Regions from separate parts of the Mus musculus genome. Here region 2 is linked to region 1. A link is a contact called in public HiChIP or PLAC-seq data. All regions are on one chromosome and are shown on one strand. The core of a region is the stretch at or near the end of the contact, and the rest is flanking DNA. Distances in the headings are between cores, read along the strand shown.

Region 1 (5,981 bases), core at 1,516-4,015:
TCTTATTTTAGTAACACGGAACAGACAAAGACTAGAAAATTGAGGGGGGTGAATCAAAGTTTATTAAGTTATTCACTGAAAAATCTGAAGTCACTGAAAGTCAAAACAACCATGAACACCACAGAGTTTGCTTACCCTAAAAATGCCCACAAAGAAAATCCCCAAATGATAACAACAGCACACAAGTTTAATTAAAAAAAAAATGAAAAGAAAACAGTTGGTCTATAGGCTGGAAGAATTTCAGTTCTAGAAGGAGAAGCATTTGTCAGAGTTCATGTAACTGAAAATCCTATAAGCAAACTTTTGGTTTTCATTAAGTTTGGTATTATGTCACCACTTATTGTCTTTGTATCACTTTAATCATCAAAATCACTTACCTCATCAAAAAAAGCAACACAAAAATATCCATCTTGTAAAACCTGGAATAGTATGATAATAAATATGAGGATATTCCCACATCACTGAGCTCATAGTCGTCTCCTGTGTTGTAAGAGTCTTAGTTTTGCTACTAGCAAATATGTCATGGTTTTTCTACTACATTAGCTTACATGACTGTATTACATTTAGTTAGTTTGTTCGTTCACTTTTTGGGGCTCCTGTACTGAATTATTCACAGTCGCTTAGAACAAGAGTAACTTGTTCTTAGTTCTGAAAGTCAGTTTCACTGGGTTCAAATCCAAGCGCCATCAGGAGTGGTTTCTAGAAGATCTAGAAAGGAATCTGTTTTCTGTAATACTAACCTGTCAGACAGGATGTTTCCACTGGCACAGTAGTGGTATGATAACCAACGACATTCTGATTTTAGGATTTTAGGTCTATTCTACAGGAGCAACTCATGTCTGACCTAATCCAAAACCCATGAATGGCGAAGTTATAGGCTCTAAAGGGGAAACTACTCCTGTTGCTTTGCTATATGGATATGATGTCAAACCGCCTTCTAAATATTTGTATCTATATTCATAGATTTGGGTGGCTCTGGAGTAGGTGATGGTTAATGCAGAGATAACTGGTGAATAAGGGACAGCTGGGCACTCATCCTAAAATGAGACATTGATATCTTTTCCTCCAAAGCTCAAGGAATATTATGGGGGAAAGGAGGGAAAGAATGTAAGAGTCTCAAACAGGAAAGAGTGCTGTGAAACACTCTCTTCTGGACACGACATGCCTGTTATACCTGTGAATTCATAGTAACAGTGACTATCAACACAAGACAAGGCTCATCAACGTTCCATCACTGATGAGGGGAGCTCATGAGCTCTTCCTGAGGACCAGTAAACATTAACAGTGAGGGAGACATATCCCTCAATGGTGGCCACAGAGTTGTCCTTGCTCCAGTAAATTATATATATATATATCCTGATGTGACATGTCCTCAGCCTACCCCCTGTGTGCTATAATTGTAGACTTTTGACTTGAAAACCCTGTTTTCTCCACCGAGAGCTCTCCTGAGGTGCCAGCTTACTCTTGGTCAGCTGGCTGTGTAAAGAACTCACAGTGCTCACAGTTGGCTTAATAAGCATGGAGATTTGTAACCTGGAGTAGATTATTTCAATTTCATTCCTTGGTTTGTGGTTTTCCATCATCTTCATAGAGTCTTGCTAGAAGACTACATATGTAATCAAATTACCAGCCTGAATTTCTGCCTCTGTCACCACATTAAGAACCTGCTTATGATTATTTTGGGCCCACCTGAGATAATCCACTTATATCATGCTCCTTGGTTTAGGCTATGCGTGCAGTATCTATTACCACAGTTACCACAGTCTCAAGGAATTAGGTCGCTGACTTAAATTGGAGGGAACAGGAAAGGGTGACATTTTCTCACCCAGGAGGACAAAGCCTCAACAAAGCCCAGACACCTCTACCTTTTCAGGTAGTATTTTAATGTAAAGGAGGACAGAAAGGGTGGGACCTTTTCTTACTGTTACCAAGGAAACAGGGGCTAGGTCAAAAGCTGACCATGAGGGAAGGGTCCATTCTTAATGGCCTTCAAAACAATGGATGTTTCTCAAGTTATCTCAACACATTGCATTCTGTTGCTCTTTCCCCATGGATGAGAGTTCTGCCAGTGCCTGACAAAATAGCTTTTGGTCCCATTGTTGTCACGGTCACCCAAATGCAAGAGTCCCCCACTTTCTAGAATTCCAATATTGAAAATAGAATTGTCATATTTAGAGCCTTCCTAAAGTTCAGCAAGCATAGGATACTAAGCAAGCCAGCTTTCAAACCCAAATTTCAGGTATTGACAGGTAAAAAACCAAGCCAAACCAAATCAAACAAAATCAAAGGAAAGAAAAGTTATTAAGGCTGAGATAAAAGTAGGCTCCATTTTCAGCTTGTTTAGTAGTGCCATTCGGCTAAAGAAGATCCCAAATGGATTAATCACAGGCTTCAATAATAGACTCATGTAATCTCAAATTCCTACCTACCTTTAAAATACTACCTGAAAAGGTAGAGGTGTCTGGGCTTTGTTGAGGCTTTGTCCTCCTGCTGTCGTTAGCACAGTAGGAGCAATTGGCACAGCGCCCGGAGTTCTGCTGCTACAGCCTCTCCAATGTTGCCTTGCTTAGATGTCTCCAGATTTCCCTGTCAAATCCTCCTCCTTACCTCAAGAATCCCAAAGCCTCTGGTTTTCCTACCTTAACAGTACTAACTTTACCAAAGGATGCGCAAAGCTGCATTCACCAAATGCTCTTTGATTAGTGATGAATGGAAACCGAAACTTAAAGCTTCTGGGAGCAGAAGAGAAACCGAAACTATCCTTCACTTATAAAAGGCGGCCTGAGAGACTCACAAGTTGCCACTTTTTGGAGCTAGCGATTGGTCTTAGGTCTCCTGTGGTCGACTGTGTGCTTGCTTGTTACCTGCAGCGCGGACCAGCGCGCTCAATACCTGCTGCGCAGACCAGCGGTTCTCTGCACGTAGCAGGTCCAGGTTCCCGGTCTGGGCTTCCCGGTGAGGCCAGGGGGTTGCTTCTGGGCTCGCCAGGGGATTGTAGGGCGTGCCTAGGTCAGAGTATCCCAAAAGAGGAGCTGGAGCGGAGCTGAGGGGACAGCACTAGGAGGTAGCTTTCAATGGGCAGTGGAGCACAGACCCACCTACCCCAGTGGCCAGTACTCGGTGGACCACAGAGGGAAGAGGTCTGAGTGGTGAGTGGCAGGGAAAAAGATGCCTGACTCAGTCTCTTGAGGATCCTTTGTAAACGGGTAGCTGGGATAGGGATCAATAAGTAGGGGCATTGGGGTGTGTGCACAGCCAATAAATGTTGAACATCCCCACCAATAGTTTTTCTCCTAGGTGCCGAATCGAATCGGGGCCCTACTTCAGGCTTCCAGAGCTAGAAGCAGAATGTGAAGAAAAACCCAGATGAATTGTAGTTGCCCTGAAATTGCAGTGGCTAAGACAAGTTATGCTTTACTGCAGAAATGCATCCCCCCACCCAATCTCTTCGTATGCTAGCCCTAGCAGTCTCCCTGGGCTTCCTGGTACTCCCCATGGAACCCAGGTTGGGCCAACTTGGAGTATCCCGCTGCCTCAGTCTCCCTGTTTGAGTCATCTGAGATTTAATGTATTCATGTGTAAGGAGCAGGGATTGATTTTCTGTTTCCTCATCACAAATCAGCACAAACTGAGTTGCTTTAAACACAATAGGTGTTTTATTTTACAGATTCTGTTTAGGCACAGGCTAAGTGCTTTTTGCAAAGCCCAGCATAGAACTCAAGATGTCTGCCAGGGCGGAGCCAGGTTCTGGGTGCTCATTTTGGTTCCTTGAGGTCAGTAAGAAGTCTGGAATTCTCTGATTTCTTGCAAGTTGTTGATTAAGGGTAACTCAGAGTCTGATACCTTCCATTGTCACACTTCAGGTCACTTCTCACAGGTGGCTGTACTTTCCAAGGATATAGGAGGCTTTCTCAATTAACTAACATGCCTCATTACCAGAGAGACTGTCCTGGTAATAAGGGTGTCAGGACGCCCAACATATATATACGTATATACATATATGCATATATATATACATATATACATACATACATATATACATACATACATACGTACATACGTACATACATACATACATATATACATATATGCATATACATATACACATATACACATATTCATATATACACATGTATGTGTATGTATCAGGTCTATCATGTTTTGCAGGATTTTGTGACAATTCTTGTAATTTCTTTTCATAGTGAGTAAAAGAATGAGAAATCAGTAAATAGCTTTTAGATTCACTTTTTAAGTGTGTGTGTTTGTTGATGTGTGGGAATATGCATTTGAGTGCAAATATACTAGGAGTCCAGCGTGGTTGGATCCCTTGTGCTGTTACAACCTGTTGTGAGCCTGTGTACATTCTAGGAACAGAAGTTGGTTGGTCCTCTACAACAGCAGTAGACAGTCTTAATTACTGCATCATCTGCCATCTTTCTGGCCCTTTATATGTTCATACTTTCTAAAGGCACAACGTGCCTGTGGGGATCAGAGGACAATCTGCAGGGATGTGTTCTCTTCCTCTCTCAGGTAGGTCTCAAGGATAGAATGCAGGTCATCTGGCTGGGTGGCAAGCACCTTTACCCACTGAGCAATTTTATTGGTCCGGTTATGTAGATATTATTCAATGTCGATGCAGTCTGCATGTTTTAGCCTGAAAATATAGTCCTATATTACTGTGGCTACCCCTAGAAGTAGTCTTACTACATGTAAACTATGTACATAGCTCCATTGAATCTTTTTATTTTCCACAGTTTCTCTGTGGATTTTGTTTTGCATCCCCCCTCTTCCTTTAGCTAGAATTACAATTCAAGATGAGAATTGGTGGAATGCCTCACTTTACAATGACAGGTTATATCTTTTTGCATTCTCAATGAACTAAAATGTATGTTTGATGCAGAATCCTGGCTTCAAGGTATTTTCTTTTAGAAATTTAAAAACATGTTTTTTTCCCTCATAAAAGTATCCAGCAATATTTTTTCTTTTCATTCTTTTGAATGGCCTATACATACATGTTATTAACAGCTTGTCATGCACATACTGCTACTAATGACTTGCTTGGTATAATTTAATGGTCCAGTCCAGGCGGTACATGAAGGAGTACAATCCTTATGGACAATAACTAGACTCAGTGTTCCAGGAGGGTTTGTACCAGTGGGGTGAGCGTGAGCTCTGGGATGGTGGTCGGCTTTGGCCTTTGGTCTGTCTGTATGAGGCTGGTTGGGGATGAGTTGCAGAGCTCTTTGTTTATAGAGTGATAACCAGCTGCTTTTTCATATCACCAGCTCACCCTAAAGATAAACTGCAGAGACACACATTTTTACACACACAGGAATCCCTTAGAAACACAAAACCAGAAGAAATAATACATATGCTAAGGACCTGTAAGATGGAAAAGAAAGTTCTGACTCAACATTATAAAACAAAGAACCTACAAAAATGCCTTGAGTTTGGCCATCTACTTAGTAGTGGGTATGAAGCCTACAGTTAAGAGTAGATTGTTTCCTCAGCGAGAAAACTCATTTTTCATTTGCAAGTGGTTACCTATTAGGGATAGCTTCTAGGTTAGAGATGGGCCCAGAGAGGGGCATGTGTTCACTTCTTTCAGTCCTGGTACCCCATTTGGTACAGACCCATGTAGGTCCTTGTGCATATTGCCAGTCTCACATTGCCAGAGTTCACATGTGCTCCAGTCCTGTTGTATCCAGAAGATCTTGGTGCCTTGGTGTCCTCTGGCTCTTACACTTTTTCCACCTTCTCTTGGGCTCAGAGAACTCCAAGAGGGTTAGTTTGGCAATATCCTAGGTTATTTGGGTGTTCCTATGAGACTTATTTGGCCAAGAGCTAGATGTAACCCATTCTTGGTACTGGAAGCTCCATTTTGAAACAGGAGATGTCAAGTTGGGACTCTAACCTCACCCCCTTATTTGGCAAATTCATTTCGATTGTCTTCATATATGCGTTTCTGATAGGAAGGTTCT
Region 2 (5,730 bases), core at 2,525-5,024, 36 kb after region 1:
CACCCCCACCCCCTTTCTGTGTGTGTTCTCTGTTGTAGACAGTTTTTTTTGTTTTTGTTTTGTTTTGTTTTGTTTTTTGCTATTATAAAAACTCTCTGGTTGAGACAGCTGTCTCTGCTAGAAAAATTCTAAAAGCTATCTGGATAGTTCATGGGTTTTCTGACCAAAGTCAAAAAGCTGCTATAAAAAAGTATTGGATCTTTTGACCAAGTCAGAAATCTTGCTAATGCAAAATTTTTAAAGAGTTATTTTGTTCTCTAGACATCTCCAGACAGCTCAGCTCTTGCTAGAGAAAAATTCTGAAGAAGAACTGCTATCACTTTCTGCTAGCTCATTTCATGCAGACCAAAAGTCCATTTTTAATTTATATATCAATTCAGTTATTTATTCCAGGTTCCCTTCTGATGATCCTAGGAATCAGCATCCTGTGACCCCAGCCCTTTGATTCTTAGGAAACAGCAAGCACACATTTTCTTTTAATATTGCAAAAGAATTTAGAGGTCTTCTTCCTGTCTCTGTTAAGAACAGAGAATAAACTAGCTGGTTGAGACCCTGTCTTGAAATTAACATTTCTACCACACCTGGGTCTAACCTTGCTGTGTCCCAGGCTGACCTTGAATTTAGGAATCTGTCTGCTTTGTATCTTCCTGCCTTTTATCTTTCTGACAAGCTTGCTCATTAATGCAGCTGCCTTTGTTCCTTTAGCCCCTCATAAAATTCATATTGCATCCTTCTATTCTTTGCATAGTTGAGTAATTATATATTTTCAAACTCGTGTGTGTATCCAAGCTCTTTGCCTTAAGGGCTGTCTTGAAGGTCCTAGTATTTACTATTTTGCTGAGACATTAGCCACATCTTCCACTCCTAGATTCATGCTGTCTCTGATTATCATGAAGTCATTAATGTTAACAGAGAGAACATTCATTGGAGGAATGTGAAAATATGTGCATTATAGGCTCTTACCAGGGCCTTGTCCCAGGGGCAGGAACCTGGTCATTCTTTCCCCACCAGGGCTTCTCAGGGCTCAGCAATGAAAAGTTTAGGCCAACTCATGGTAGTACACACCTTTAATCCTTGGAGACAAAGGCCAGCAGATCTCTGAGTTCAAGGCCAACCTGGGACAGAGCAAGTTCTTGGTGAAGAAAAGTTTAATCCAGGCATAGTGACTCCCGCCTTTAATCTCAGGATTCAGGAGACAGAGCCATGCAGATCTTTGGGTTCAAGGCCAATTTAAAGAGTAAGTTCCAGGTTAGCCAAGCTTAGGCAGTAAAGGAGTTGGAAAAGAAAGCTGTAAAAGAAAGGGGCCATGTTCCAGACTCTGCTGCTTTGTCCACATGGCTTTAGAGTCAAGAATAGAAAGGACAACTGGGACAGTTGTTGCTGGTTAGCTGGAGCTAAGAAATTAGTTGTGATTAAGAAGAGACTAGCATCACTGAAGTGAACTCTTCTGGGAAGTGTTTTCTAAGAGAACAAAGAAGCTGTGTTTCAGAGATTGCCAAGGTTATACTGGTGCTGCAGCTGGACTTGGTAATGTGTAAGAATCACCCAGGTGGCACTGGTTTTGAAGGCATGAAGGGGTCATGGAGAGCAGCTGAGGCTTGGGACTGTGAGAGGCCAAGAGAGGCCACTAGTGAAAGTACAGCCTCAGTTGCAGTTGATGGCCCAGGACTGAAGGGATCATGCAAAGAAGTTGAGGCTTGGCACCATGAAGAGAGCCTATGAGAGGCTATTGGTGAAGCCTAGTTGCAGTTGAAGACTCCAGTGTATTGGAGATGCCAGTACCATAGAACAGCAGTGGCATTGGAGTGGATCAACCTGAGCTTAGTGTGCTGCAGAGGGCAGAGCTGAAGAAGTGATGATAGCACCTCGGAGAAGCCTTGAAGATCACATGTGGATCCCAGAGATCGGAACAAGAACATGTAAAGTTGAAGAACATGAAGATGCACAGTTTGTAGTTTGCCCAGCTGTCTTTAGGTCTTGCTTTGGTCCAGTATTTCCTCACTATGATGTTTTAGAATTGTCATGTATATCTTGTGAAGTTGGAGGTATGTGATCTGCTTTTTGATTTTTGACTTTATAGGGAATTACAGTTATGTAATTAGATGAATCTCAGAAGAGCTTTTGAGCTTTGGACTTTTAACAGACTGTTAGAGACTATGGGACTTTTGATGTTGGACTAAATATATTTTGCATTATGCTATGGTTAGGTATAGCACTCACAGACTTATGTGTTTAAACAAGTCTATGCGTGCCAAGGAGTGGATTGTGTTGGTTTGAATATGGCTCAGGGAATAGCACTATTAGGAAGTGTAGCCTTGTTGGAGGAAGCATGTGTCTTTTGGTGGGCTTTGAGACTTTTCCCCTTGCTGCCTGGATGCCAGTCTTCTGAATGCAATCAGAAAAGGACATAGAATTCTCAGCTCCTTTTCCAGTGCTATGCCTGCCTAGATGCTGCCATGCTTCCTGCCTTGATGATAATTGACTGAACTTGAACCTGTAAGCAGGCCCCAATTAAATGTTGTCTTTTATAAGAGTTGACTTGGTCATGGTGTCTCTTCACAGCAGTGGAAACCCTAACTAAGATAGTAAGTAATTAGAGTACATTACATACATATATGAATTGTCAAAACAACAATTAATCAATAAAATTAAAACAATATACTTGGTATTTCTTTTGGAAGTAGGCTATGAAAAATTGTCTTGGAAGTGTTAGAGCTTCTGGGAGTTGTTGACCAGTGGTAGCGTCCTTAACCTGTGTGCATGGATTACTAGGTTTAATTCCATAGACCAAAAAAAAAAGTTTAGAAAATTGTCGCTCTTTTAGATATATTAAAAGTTATTCTTTGAATGAGAGTGCCTAATTTAAGATACCTTCTCTGACAAAACTGATTATATAAAATTACTGTTCTATAATAGAAAGAATACTGTTTGTATATAGAATGGCGTGAAGATTTAGAGAGATGCTACTAAGAAACCGTAGAAATTGTATATAAGTTTTTTTTCTTTTCTCAGACAGAAGAGACCCCAATCATCTTAAAAGGTTGCAGAAGTATCATAGTTTTCAACGATTTTATGGGGAGTCATTAGAATCAGTCACTTCAAAGACCATCACAACTCAAGGTCCTAAGCCAAAGAAGGATTGTATTAAGTCCAAGAGCACAAAGGCACATGTATGTTTCTGTCAACATTTTATTATTATAAAAAGCTCTGTTTGCTATTTCTTATTGAATTGTTATTTGCTCATCCCATTGATGGGTTCTTTCCATAGATGTCTTCATTTATTACTTATGTGCGTGTAGTGGTTTGAATTCAATGTCTCCTACAGTCTAAATGTTTCTATATGTCTCTCAGTTGGCAACACTGTTGGACAGGCTCAGAAGGCAGTCCTTGCTAGAGAAAGCATTTCACTGGAGGCTGGCTTTGAGTGTTTATAGATTTGCCCCTTTGAGTTGATTCTCTGCTTGCAGTTTAAGATGTAAACTTTCAACTTCTAGCTCCAGATGTCCTGCTTTGATTCTTGGATGCCCTGACATCATGTGTAGGAACTAAAAAGGGGCCAGGGGAAAGAGGCAGGGAGGGGAGGATAACCCACATCTGGCCAGAGTTCCACCTATGTTCTGGGCAGGCAGACATGGGAGGGCTGCCAGACACTTTCTACTTGGCCCCTGGTGGGCATCTAAGCCTCTGACCCACTCAACAGGGGGTGGACAAGGGGTAGCCTCCGAAATCAGGGGCCCAGGGCAATACCCTGTCACCCCGGGGTTACGGGAAAGAGGGCTTAGGGAGAGTGGTTCCTACACAGGTGAGAGTCTGTGCAGCAGGCCTTGATGAGAAGACTGTCTATGGTTTTTAGAGCTTTATTTTAGAAAGGCAAGGGAAAAGAGAAAAGGTAAAAGAGAGAGAGAGACTGGCCATGGCCAAGAGGAGAGTGTTGGGGCAGGTCAGCAGCTCACATGTCCGGGTTCAAACCTGGAAGGCATTTTGGAATCTGGAAGAGGGAGCCTAGGCGGGTTGAGAAATAATGGAACCAAGACATACTAGTCTGCTCAAGGTTCAAATTTTTAATGGTGGACATGCTTTATAAAAGAAGGGGGAAGTCCATTCCCGCCAATTCATCCTTGGAGCCTGGAAACAGCTGCAGGTGATGACATGCAGAATAGGGCATAATCTCCAGAATAGCTTGGGGTGGGGGTGGGGTGGGGAGTGGGGGTGGGGCCTCTCAGCAGGTAGCAGTATCTTGAAGAGGAACAGAGGCAATGGCAGAACAATAGAGTGATCTAGGGAGGAAGGCTCCACCCTAAATAATCTCCTTAGTGGCAGCAAGGTCAAGTTCTGGCTAGCCTGCTTCAGGCTTATGGGAGGCTACAGGAGAGAAGGGAGAAAAGGAGAGAGAGAAGAAAGGCTAGAGAATAAGAAAGAGAGAGGAAGAGGGAGAGAGAGGAAGAGAGAGGAAAGAGGAGAGGAGAAGACAAAGAGAGAGGAGTGTGTGAGAGAGAATAGTAAGAGAGCAAGGAGGGGACAAACAGCCATTTTTATGGTATGCTGCTATCTTTACTGTTGCCAGGTAACTGGGGAGGAGTTTAGCCTGAAGGTCAGAAGCTTGGGACATTGCCTATGTGATGTCTAACCATGTTTCTTTTTTGGGGGCTGGGGAGGGGCGGTAACTTCGACAGGAGCCAGAGTCCAGGAGACATGAGAGAACTCCTTCAATCTCATGTAGGTGAATTATCACCACCGGGTCCTGGGGTTCAACATCTCAGCTCAACTGGAGACCAGACTGTCTTTGCATAGCCCAATGCCCCACAATCATGAATTCTTATTCTTAAATAACCTCTTTCATCTATAAGTTGTCTTGGTCCTGGTGTTTTATTGCAGAATAGAAAAGTAACAAACATAAAAAGTAATCATATTTATTATCATACCTTCTTAGAAAGTCTGACATGTACAAAAATTATTATATATGATCTTCTCTATGTAATGATATATATGTATTTAGAGAAGCAAATAGAATGTTAGGCAACTAAAGGCTTGATTTAAAAATTTGCAATAACATTAAGATATAGTTTATTATCTAATAAGAATTAGAATGCTTTTCATAAGTATAGCAAAAGTAAACATGAAACATATGGTTTCTTTACTTGACTTAGATACATTTTCTGCACCTTTTCCAAAGTATTTAAATAATTACTGCACTGACCATGTTTTTCAGGTGCAAAGTTAAAGCTGTTTATTTTCTTTTTCTATCCAGGTAACATCCCCTTAATTTTTACCACTTACCATACTGTTCTCATTTTCTATCAATTTGTATCCAAAGATCCTAATTGAGGATAAAATACAGGGAATGAAATCTCTATTTATTTCTATACTAATATACTAGTATCATGTTTGAAAATTATATGTTAATATTTATGATCACATTAGTGGGCAAGTACAGATTATTTTTTAAAACTTGACTTATTAATTTGATGACTTTAAATGAAAGTATATTTTAAAAATTAAACTCATTAGTTTTTAGTGGGCTCCAAAGCTTAGAAGGCACTTATTTCATGGAAACTCTTTTAGTGCCAGTTGTTTTGATATATTGTAAAGAGCAAAATCTTAACACATCCAATGGGAGAGGAATTATGATAGGTCAACCTTATCAAAGTCAGTTAGTGTGGCAAAGTCATCAGAAGTAAAGCCTTTGAAGAGCCTTCACAAAGAACACAAAACGATTTTTTTTGCACATAT

What was found. HiChIP or PLAC-seq counts read pairs in DNA pulled down with a chosen protein or histone mark.
Region 2: a contact with region 1 is called in an H3K27ac HiChIP or PLAC-seq map of embryonic stem cells, with 12 read pairs. The contact joins the enhancer-like site here to the promoter of Ddx60 in region 1. A contact is called at or near these places in 1 of 39 promoter capture datasets (macrophages), 3 of 484 Hi-C or Micro-C datasets (the MNK3 cell line, embryonic stem cells and nephron progenitors), 3 of 115 datasets of contacts at active chromatin or transcription factors (embryonic stem cells, intestinal crypt epithelium and intestinal villus epithelium) and 1 of 9 other capture datasets (liver).

What each region holds. Positions count from the first base shown.
Region 1 is chr8:61,925,322-61,931,302 of GRCm38.p6, forward strand. It overlaps Ddx60 (DExD/H box helicase 60), which reads left to right and starts at 2,766. Exons shown (of 38, transcript NM_001293783.1): 1 at 2,766-2,955.
Region 2 is chr8:61,960,572-61,966,301 of GRCm38.p6, forward strand. It overlaps Ddx60 (DExD/H box helicase 60), which reads left to right. Exons shown (of 38, transcript NM_001293783.1): 13 at 3,013-3,170. Among named protein-coding and RNA genes, the nearest start is that of Ddx60, 35 kb to the left of the region's middle. Within about 2 kb of position 3,775, at least 11 of the 459 cell types and tissues checked have an H3K27ac peak or open chromatin away from gene starts, as enhancers often do. A contact at or near this core is called in embryonic stem cells, where this site is marked.